Linked DNA regions of Podarcis muralis: region 1 is linked to region 2. Evidence: chromatin contacts called from public Hi-C data. All regions are on one chromosome and are shown on one strand. The core of a region is the stretch at or near the end of the contact, and the rest is flanking DNA. Distances in the headings are between cores, read along the strand shown.

Evidence for each region. A called contact is a pair of places that touch in the nucleus more often than the background predicts.
Region 1: a Hi-C map of blood shows a contact between it and region 2, with 5 times the contacts expected there. The contact joins the promoter of FAM227B here to the promoter of GALK2 in region 2. A contact is called at or near these places in 2 of 3 Hi-C or Micro-C datasets (blood and tail).

What each region holds. Positions count from the first base shown.
Region 1 is chr14:13,706,468-13,711,060 of rPodMur119.hap1.1, forward strand. It overlaps FAM227B (family with sequence similarity 227 member B), which reads right to left and starts at 1,295. Exons shown (of 13, transcript XM_077918798.1): 1 at 1,175-1,295. The coding sequence starts at 1,210. It overlaps DTWD1 (DTW motif tRNA-uridine aminocarboxypropyltransferase 1), which reads left to right and starts at 1,346. Exons shown (of 6, transcript XM_028707262.2): 1 at 1,346-1,595; 2 at 1,848-1,972. The coding sequence starts at 1,963.
Region 2 is chr14:13,520,477-13,524,986 of rPodMur119.hap1.1, forward strand. GALK2 (galactokinase 2) reads left to right here and starts at 3,148. Exons shown (of 9, transcript XM_028707260.2): 1 at 3,148-3,663. The coding sequence starts at 3,611.

The DNA of each region.
Region 1 (4,593 bases), core at 45-2,544, 180 kb after region 2:
ACCCAAAAAATTGTTGAGCTTTCTTTGGGAAGAGTATTTCTCCCAAAAGCTGCCCAAAAGGTCATGTCCTTATTATTATGACTGGAATGTAATTTAAATTAACAAGATTTTGGAATGCAGAAATAAAGAAAATAAAGAAAACCATCAAACCACCAATTCTACCATGCGGGGGTATCTAAATTATATAATTCAGTATTTCAATGATTGCTATTAGTCAAGTTTAAACTTTAAAGACTGTCTCAAGGCAAATCTTTAAAAATGTAGCATAAACTCTGACAACTGGGAAACACCGGCCTGCGAGCGCTCCAGTTGGAGAACAGCCTTTACCAAAGGTGTCATGGGCTTTGAAGACACTCGAACTCAGGACGACGTATAGCTTCCGGGTCATGTGGCCAGCAGGACTAATCCGCTTCTGGCGAACCAGAGCAGCGCACAGAAATGCCGTTTACCTTCCCGCTGGAGCAGCACCTATTTATCTACTTGCACTTAGACGTGCTTTTGAACTGCTAGGTTGGCAGGAGCAGGGACCGAGCAACGGGAGCTCACCCCGTCGCGGGCATTCAAACTGCCGACCTTCTGATCGGCAAGCCCAAGGCTCTGTGGTTTAACCCACAGCACCACCCGCGTGCCTTTTGGTATTGTTATAATGAGGCTATTATTGGATTGTAACTGAAAACTAATAATAATGATAATACAGTGGTACCTCGGGTTAAGTACTTAATTCGTTCCGGAGGTCTGTTCTTAACCTGAAACTGTTCTTAACCTGAGGTACCACTTTAGCTAATGGCGCCTCCCGCTGCCGCCGTGCCGCCAGAGCACAATTTCTGTTCTCATCCTGAAGCAAAGTTCTTAACCTGAGGTAATATTTCTGGGTTAATGGAGTCAGTAACCTGAAGCGTATGTAACCCGAGGTACCACTGTAATAATAATTTTTGAGGATTTAGGGCATTTTGCCCCACCTCCTTGACTAGGCCCATGGCCCAATCCTAAGCATGTTCCTTCACTATTCTCACTTTCAATGGACCCTTGGTCTTAAATAAGTTAGATGTGCGCATTTACCAGGAGCAAGTGCCATGGAACAGAGGGAGAGGGGCTTTTTGAGTAAACATGCGCGCTGTTAAGCCTTTCAGGAGGCAACTTCAATTCAAAGGAAGGCTTATATTAACCCCCCGACCTTTGTGGCCGCCGTACTGCTCTCTGAGGCAGCCATGGAGCCCTTTGCGCACGGCCCCCTTTTCCCAGTCAGCGCCTCGTTCCGCCGCCCGTGGCGGAAGTCCGTTCTCGGCGTTGCTAAGGCGCCTTAGCAACCGTCCCCCGTCGCCCTCCGTCCTCCACCTCAAATCCTTCCGGCCTTCCCCGCCGGCCACGCCACTTGAGTTCCGACCTCGAGGCAGAGGTATCTCGACAAATATATATATATTTAGCTACGCAAAGATATATACACGCACGTTTCCGGGTGTGGGTGTTCCTGCGGCTGCTGCTGCAACGCGGTGGTAGCGGAGGACAGACGCCGTTTTCTACGGTGCAGTGGCTGTGACTGACACCCCCCCCAACCCTGAGAAGGCGGAGGGAAGAACCCCCAGGCTTTGCAAAAAGTAGGTTGGTTTCCCTTTTCGAAGTGCTGCTCTATTTATTTGGGGATCCGTGGGGTGGGGTGGGGTGGGGGGGTTGGAGGCCCCGAAGATCTCCCATTAAGGATGGGAGGGGAATGGAGGTTTTTCTTGTCCCCCGAGGTGCTTCCTCGGACCCTCTCCCAAGTTGCTTCTTTGCCCGATCCAGTGCATGGTTTAACAAAAGCGATAGTAATGCGTGAGATCGTAACAGTGGTTGTTTTGTATTCGCACCAGTTTACAACAGGAACGCACAGCAACAATCATCAGAATAAAAACGCAGTGCGAGCGATCAGCTTAACAGCTGATAAATTCCAAAGTGTAAACAAGATTTGATGGATGCAATAATGGAATGCTGAACGGTATAGTTTTTGTAATTATTATTATTATTATTATTATTATTATTATTATTATTAATAATACCCCATCCATCTGGCTGGGTTTCCCCAGCCACTCTGGGTGTTTCCCAACAGAATATTAAAAACATGATAAACGATGAAACATTAAAAACTTCCCTAAACAGGGCTGCCTTCAGATGTCTTCTAAAAGTCAGGTAGTTGTTTATTTCCTTGACATCTGATGGGAGGGCGCAACACAGGGCAGGCGCCAGTGTTGAGAAGGCCCTCTGCCTGGTTCCCTGTAACCTTACTTCTTGTACTCAGGGATTTATGATATGTAAAATGAACCATGGAACGAGAAGAAGGGAAGTCACTGATGTCTTAAGGATGTAAAAGGAGTATTTTAAATTGTAAAACAGAAAACTTAATAAAATTATATACCAAAAAAAGAGAGAGCAGTGATGCAAAACATAGAATGCATACATTCGAAAGTTCTGATGGATCCAATATGGAACTTACTTTCAAGCAAGCATGTATTTACCCATTGTTTTCATTGAGGTATATTCTAAGGTAAGTATGCATAAGATTGCGGCCTTAAAATCGAAATGGTGCTTTTAGAGCAAGCAGGCCCCAGTAATTTTGGGAAGAACAATGTACCTCTCCTGCACTTGCAGGTTTACAGTTTGATTTTAGAGTGTTGATCACCCTGTAGGATTTACCCTCAAGGAAATGCACGTAGGCCTTAGTTCTTAATAAAGTTAAGCAAAGATGTGTTCTGGAGCTTAAAGCAATATGGGCACAGGTTTTCAACTTGACCTTGGCCATCTAGTCGATGTGATGCTTAAACTTTGTTATGGGGCAAAATGAAAACCTGGAGTCTCCTCAACTGCAAGAATATTTGCTTACTATCCAGTCACTTAAGGCTGTGTTTATAACAACAGAGCACACATTGGCTAGATCAACCTTTCCCAACTTCAGGTCCTCATCTGTTGTTGGACTACAACTCCCATCATTCCTAGCTAGCAGAACCAGTGATCAGGGATGATTTGAGTACGCAATAAGATACAATGAAGAGAAGGACTGGGTCACTGGGGGAAATCAGAATTCTCCAACTGCTTTGATCTCCTTGGGTTGCAAACAACACCCAGTTATTGTACCACTCCAGTGAATTACCAGTGTGGTTCCTGAACATGTGGAAGTCATTTCTTCCCCTTCCCGCATTTTCTCAAAATGTTGTAGAATGATCCTCAGTTGTGCTTTCCTAGTTGCTGAACTGCTTGATTTTAGAAAGCAGCAAGTGCTTCCAGCATCTGTGAGAAAGACATGATCTTATATTTCCTGTGTGTGGTATTAGTGCAATCCGCAAGTTGGGCTGGTGTTGAATTGGAGGAGGGAGACTTAGAAGTGGAATCTGTCATTTTAAATATCAGCTAAGAAATCTTGGTAATGGTTATGGGCCTGCATACACACTGCACCTTTAAAACACATTTGAAGTGCATCTCCCTAACCCCCCCCCCCCCCAAAAAAAAGAATTCTGGGCAATGTATTTACCTCTTTTATTGTTACAGTTCCCAGCAACCTGTTGAGAAACTACAGTGCCAAGAATTATTTGAGGGGAGAAATGTGCTTTAAAGGTATACAGTGGTACCTTGGGTTACATACGCTTCAGGTTACAGACTCCGCTAACCCAGAAATAGTACCTCGGGTTAAGAACTTTGCTTCAGGATGAGAACAGAAATCGTCCTCTGGCGGCAGCAGGAGACCCCATTAGCTAAAGTGGTGCTTCAGCTTAAGAACAGTTTCAGGTTAAGAATGGACCTCCGGAACGAATTAAGTACTTAACCTGAGGTACCACTGTAGTGTGTATGCAGTCCAAGTAACAGTGATCCAACTTGGCTTTAAGGTTCTTGGCCAGAAATTTGCGACTGTGATCAGCAGTTGGAATGAAGCATTCATTAATACAAGATGTGCCTGAGTTCCACTGACAAAATGTGAAAGATGTAATTTATTTGCTCAACTTTGCAGGTACAGTGATACCTTGGTTCTCAAACTTCATCCGTTCCGGAAGTCCATTCCAAAACCAAAGCATTCCAAAACCAAGGTGCCCTTTCTCATAGAAAGTAATGCAAAACGGATTAATCTGTTTCAGACTTTTAAAAACAACCCCTTAAACAGCAATTTAACATAAATTATCTAACGAGACCATTGATGCATAAAATGAAAGCAATAATCAATGTACTGACTATAAAATAAGACAGTATTGTAGATGATAAAAACTACCATTAATTTTTTTTCTTACCTGCACTTGTTTGGATGGGGGGCTTTTATCCATTCCCACAGTCACACAATCAATCAATCAGTAGCTGAACTGGGTTCCACACAGTCACAAAAACAAATGAACCGAAAAAGCCTCAAAAACAAAAACGCAAAATAAATAACAAAAACAAAAAGCGCCAAACTTAATCCGTTCTGGAAGTCTGTTTGACTTCCGATATGTTCGAAAATCAAGGTGCAGCTTGTGATTGGTGCAGGCGCCCCGGAAACAATATTCGACAGCTGCATTGGACATTCAGCTTCCAAAAAACATTTGAAAACCGGAACTCTTGCGAGTTTCCGGAGTCTGGGAACCAAGGCGTTTGAGTACC
Region 2 (4,510 bases), core at 1,898-4,397:
ACTCGTAGCAGAGTAAGATTGTCTTCCATGAACATGGTTTTAACAGTGAGTCCGAGTTCTAGATCCACACGTCCTTTCACAGTGGGGACATAAGTTTCCAGGCAGGAGTTGTTCACAGTGTTGATTTGTCAAACGTGCCTTCCTCTTAGCATGTTTCTCCCTTTCATCCTGAGTTCGAGCATCTTCAAAGCCCATGACACCTTTGGAAAAGGCTGTACTCCAATTGGAGCGCTCGCAGGCCAGTGTTTCCCAGTTGTCGGTGTTTATACTACATTTTTTAATATTTGCCTTGAGAGAGTCTTTAAACCTCTTTTGCTGACCACCTGTATTACACAGGTACCCTATGCTTATACTGTTTCAGCCTGGTCCTCGTTGGAATTATTTCTACTGATTTTAAAATGTCAACATCTTTTGATGTTAGAGTACATCAGGCCACCTCAAGCAGTTTTGAGATGTGATTCTAAAATGCTTAATTGGAAGTAAGTTCTACTAAGAGCCTTGCTGGATCAGTCAAAAGATCCACTTAGTCCACTTCCCAGGTGGCCCAGCAGATTTCTCTGGAAAACTCATCAACAAACCTTGAATTTTATATCACTTTTCTGCTGTAACTCCCCAGCAACTAATCTAAAGTGGCAGACTGTTTCTGATGCGGGCAGTTTCGTTCAGCTATCATGACTAAGAGCATAGGAAGCATACTGAATCAAGCAATTGGTCCATCTAGCTCAATATTGTCTACACTGACTGCCAGCAGCTCTCCAGAGTTTCAGGCCAGAGACATTTAGTGTCCTTCCTACCCGGATATGCTGAACCTGGGACATTCTGAATGCACAGCAGATGGCTCTACCACTGAGCTATGGCCCTTGCCACAGACTTGTTGTCCGTTAATTTTCTAACCCCTTTTTAATGCCACCTAAATTATTGGCTATCATAAATGTTGAGATATCATTAGTAGTCTTTGTCCATGGAGTTTTCTTGGCAGGGATACTGGAGTGGCTTGCCGGTTCCTGCTCCAGGTGGATCATGTTTGGTCAAAACTCTCCACTATGACCTGTCCATCTTGGGTGGCCCAGCACGGCATAGCCCATAGCTTCTCTGAGTTATTCAAGCCCCTTCGCCACGGCAAGGCAGTGATCCATGAAGTGAGAGCTGGACCATAAAGAAGGCTGATCGCCAAAGAATTGATGCTTTTGAATTATGGTGCTGGAGGAGACTCTTGAGAGTCCCATGGACTGCAAGAAGATCAAACGTATCCATTCTTAAGGAAATCAGCCCTGAGTGCTCACTGGAAGGACAGATCGTGAAGCTGAGGCTCCAATACTTTGGCCACCTCATGAGAAGAGAAGACTCCCTGGAAAAGACCCTGATGTTGGGAAAGATTGAGGGCACAAGAAGAAGGGGACGACAGAGGACGAGATGGTTGGACAGTGTTCTCAAAGCTACAAACATGAGTCTGACCAAACTGCGGGAGGCAGTGGAAGACAGGAGTGCCTGGCGTGCTCTGGTCCATGGGGTCACGAAGAGTTGGACACGACTAAGCGACTAAACAACAACATCATTAGTAGTCTAAAATTAACATATCAGATTTAGAGAAGGCAGATTAGAAACAGTTAACAATTTCCCGCTGTATATGGACTATAAACATAGAACAAGCTATGATTTTAGATTTATTTATTTATTAAATTTATACCCTGCCTAAAGGAGTCCAGAGCAACAAACACATCAATAATAAACCAATACAATTAAAACTTCTAAGTTTTAAAACTTCTTTAAAAAATGAGATTGAGAGTATGATGATGCAGACATGAATGCAAATTATGAAACAAGATATATACGTATCTAGAAATTGTCTCGGTAAACTATACCATACAAATTCACTGCGATTTTAAATATTTTAAGTATGAATACATTTGTTGAAAGCCATTGCCACATCTTGCTTGGGACGCGGGTGGCGCTGTGGGTAAAAGCCTCAGCGCCTAGGGCTTGCCGATCGAAAGGTCGGCAGTTCGAATCCCCGCGGCGGGGTGCGCTCCCGTTGCTCGGTCCCAGCGCCTGCCAACCTAGCAGTTCGAAAGCACCCCTGGGTGCAAGTAGATAAATAGGGACCGCTTACCAGCGGGAAGGTAAACGGCGTTTCCGTGTGCTGCGCTGGCTCGCCAGATGCAGCTTGTCACGCTGGCCACGTGACCCGGAAGTGTCTGCGGACAGCGCTGGCCCCCGGCCTCTTGAGTGAGATGGGCGCACAACCCTAGAGTCTGTCAAGACTGGCCCGTACGGGCAGGGGTACCTTTACCTTTACCTTTATTGCCACATCTTGTGACAGTGAATTCCACACATCATGTGAAATATACTCAGAGTCGAGAGTGGATTTCAAGCTCTTTATTTAGCTCATAGTGGTGAGGAGGGAATGAAAGTTTCCCCAAAGTATCTGCTTTATATACAGTGGTGCCTCGCAAGACGAAAAGAATCCGATTCTCTTCGTCTAGCGGTTTTTTCGTCTTGCGAAGCAAGCCCATTAGCGGCTAAGCGGATTAGCGCTATTAGCGATTTAGCGGCTTAGCGGCTATTAAAGGCTTAGCGGCTAAGCTGTTAAAAGGCTATTAACGGCTTAGCGGCTTTGAAAAAGGGGGGGGGAAAGCGGGGGGAAATGGCGAGACTCGCAAGACGTTTTCGTCTTGCGAAGCAAGCCCATAGGGAAATTTGTCTTGCGAAGCGCCTCCGAAACGGAAAACCCTTTCGTCTAGCGGGTTTTTCGTCTTGCAAGGCATTCGTCTTGCGGGGCACCACTGTACATTATTTACACAATGGGCTGCACGTGATTGGCTAATTCTGTAATTCTCCTGTAGGCCAATCAAGTTGTGGATTCCCTTCCCTCTGGAACTGGATTGGGTGCTTCCTGCAGACCAATCATACTGCTGCATTGTTCTAGGACCAATCAGACTGCTGGATTCTGAATCCTATTGTTCTAGGACCAATCAGACTGCTGCATTTTGGATCCTATTGTTCTAGGACCAATCAGACTGCTGCATTTTGGATCCTATTGTTCTAGGATCCTATTCAACTCAGTACATAACATCATGCGTTGAGACAGTGACATTTACTTAAAAGTAAGCTTATAGGTACAGGATTGGACTGCTGATTGCCTCCCCGCCATCCCCCGTGTGAATAAACCCTATTTCAAGTTAAAGGAAGTCTTTATTTCCATAAGTGGCGCACGTGGGTGCTTATAGACTAGTCTTCCCGATGGGGGAGGCGCCAGAGATCCAGCAACTAGATTCCTCCTCCTCCCCTGCGCGGTTGAGCTAGGATAATGTACTGAATCTGGCTGCAAGAGGATCATAACTTGCTGAGTTTCTATTTGCTCAGGCGAGTTGTTTGCACAAGCGCTGCCTATACGGTGCACCTGGGCGGGGAATACGAAGAGGAAATGCAGCAGCGGCTGGACGTTTGCAGCTGATTTCTCTCTCCCCTCCTCCGCCCCCGTAATGCCGGAAGGAAGCAGCTTCCGTACTCCAGGATCTGAGCCTCAGGGCTTTGCAAGCTAGCTAGAAAAGAGAAAACTTCCAGCCGCTTTACTTTGCCCTGGTGCGCGCCAACTCGCAAGGAGCAAACCATGGCCGCGGATCTCCCTCCCACCCTCTCGATCCAGCTGGTAGAGGAGCCCAGGTGCGTGATTGTCTTTCCTACAGCAGATCTCCAGATCCTCCATCGGCTTTTTTTGTTTACCCTATCCAGCAATAAGCAGGAGTCGCTGCCATACAGCAAGGAACATTACGACGGGATTTTTTAAAAATACAAAACAAAGGTGTTTATGCTTTAGACACAAAGGATGTTTAAGAAATTGTGTTCCCAAACGCCCACCTTAAACCTCCAGCACTGTTGAAGATTTTGTTCCAGATCGATGTTTTCAGACCTGGGACCCAAGTTTAACATGAACCTGGGGGATTCATTATTTCTTGGCATTCTCATTCATACACCCCCCCCACACTTCTTTAATATACTATACAGTGCTGTCCAGTGCTTTTTCCTGGGGGGGGGGCACAGGGGTTGTGCATTTTGTGAATCTAATCTAAGTTTGGCCTCATTGAGGGGCAGTATTTCAATATGAGTAGGAAAATGAGAGTACCCCTAAAAAATTTTTTTTAGAAAAAAAATCACTGGTGCTGTGTGGTGATGTTTACTTGGAAATAAGTCCCATTTGTTTGATGGTGTTTATTCCAAGGTAAATGTGCATAGGATTGGAGCCCATAACACTCCCCCCGCAACCAATACAACATGTCCCTGTATTACAGTATTTTTATTTATTGGGTTTGCATGCTGCCTTTCTTCCATGGAGCAAATGATGGCTTACATGAGTCTTCCCCTTCCTGTTCCTCACAACAAGTAGGTTGGACTGAGAAAATAGCAAAAAGGTCATTGCTCAGTGCATGGACAGAGCCAGGATTTTTGTTAGGGGGGATAGGCTTTTGTTAGGGGGGCAGAACCTCAGATTTGTATTGATTTTGATTGATTT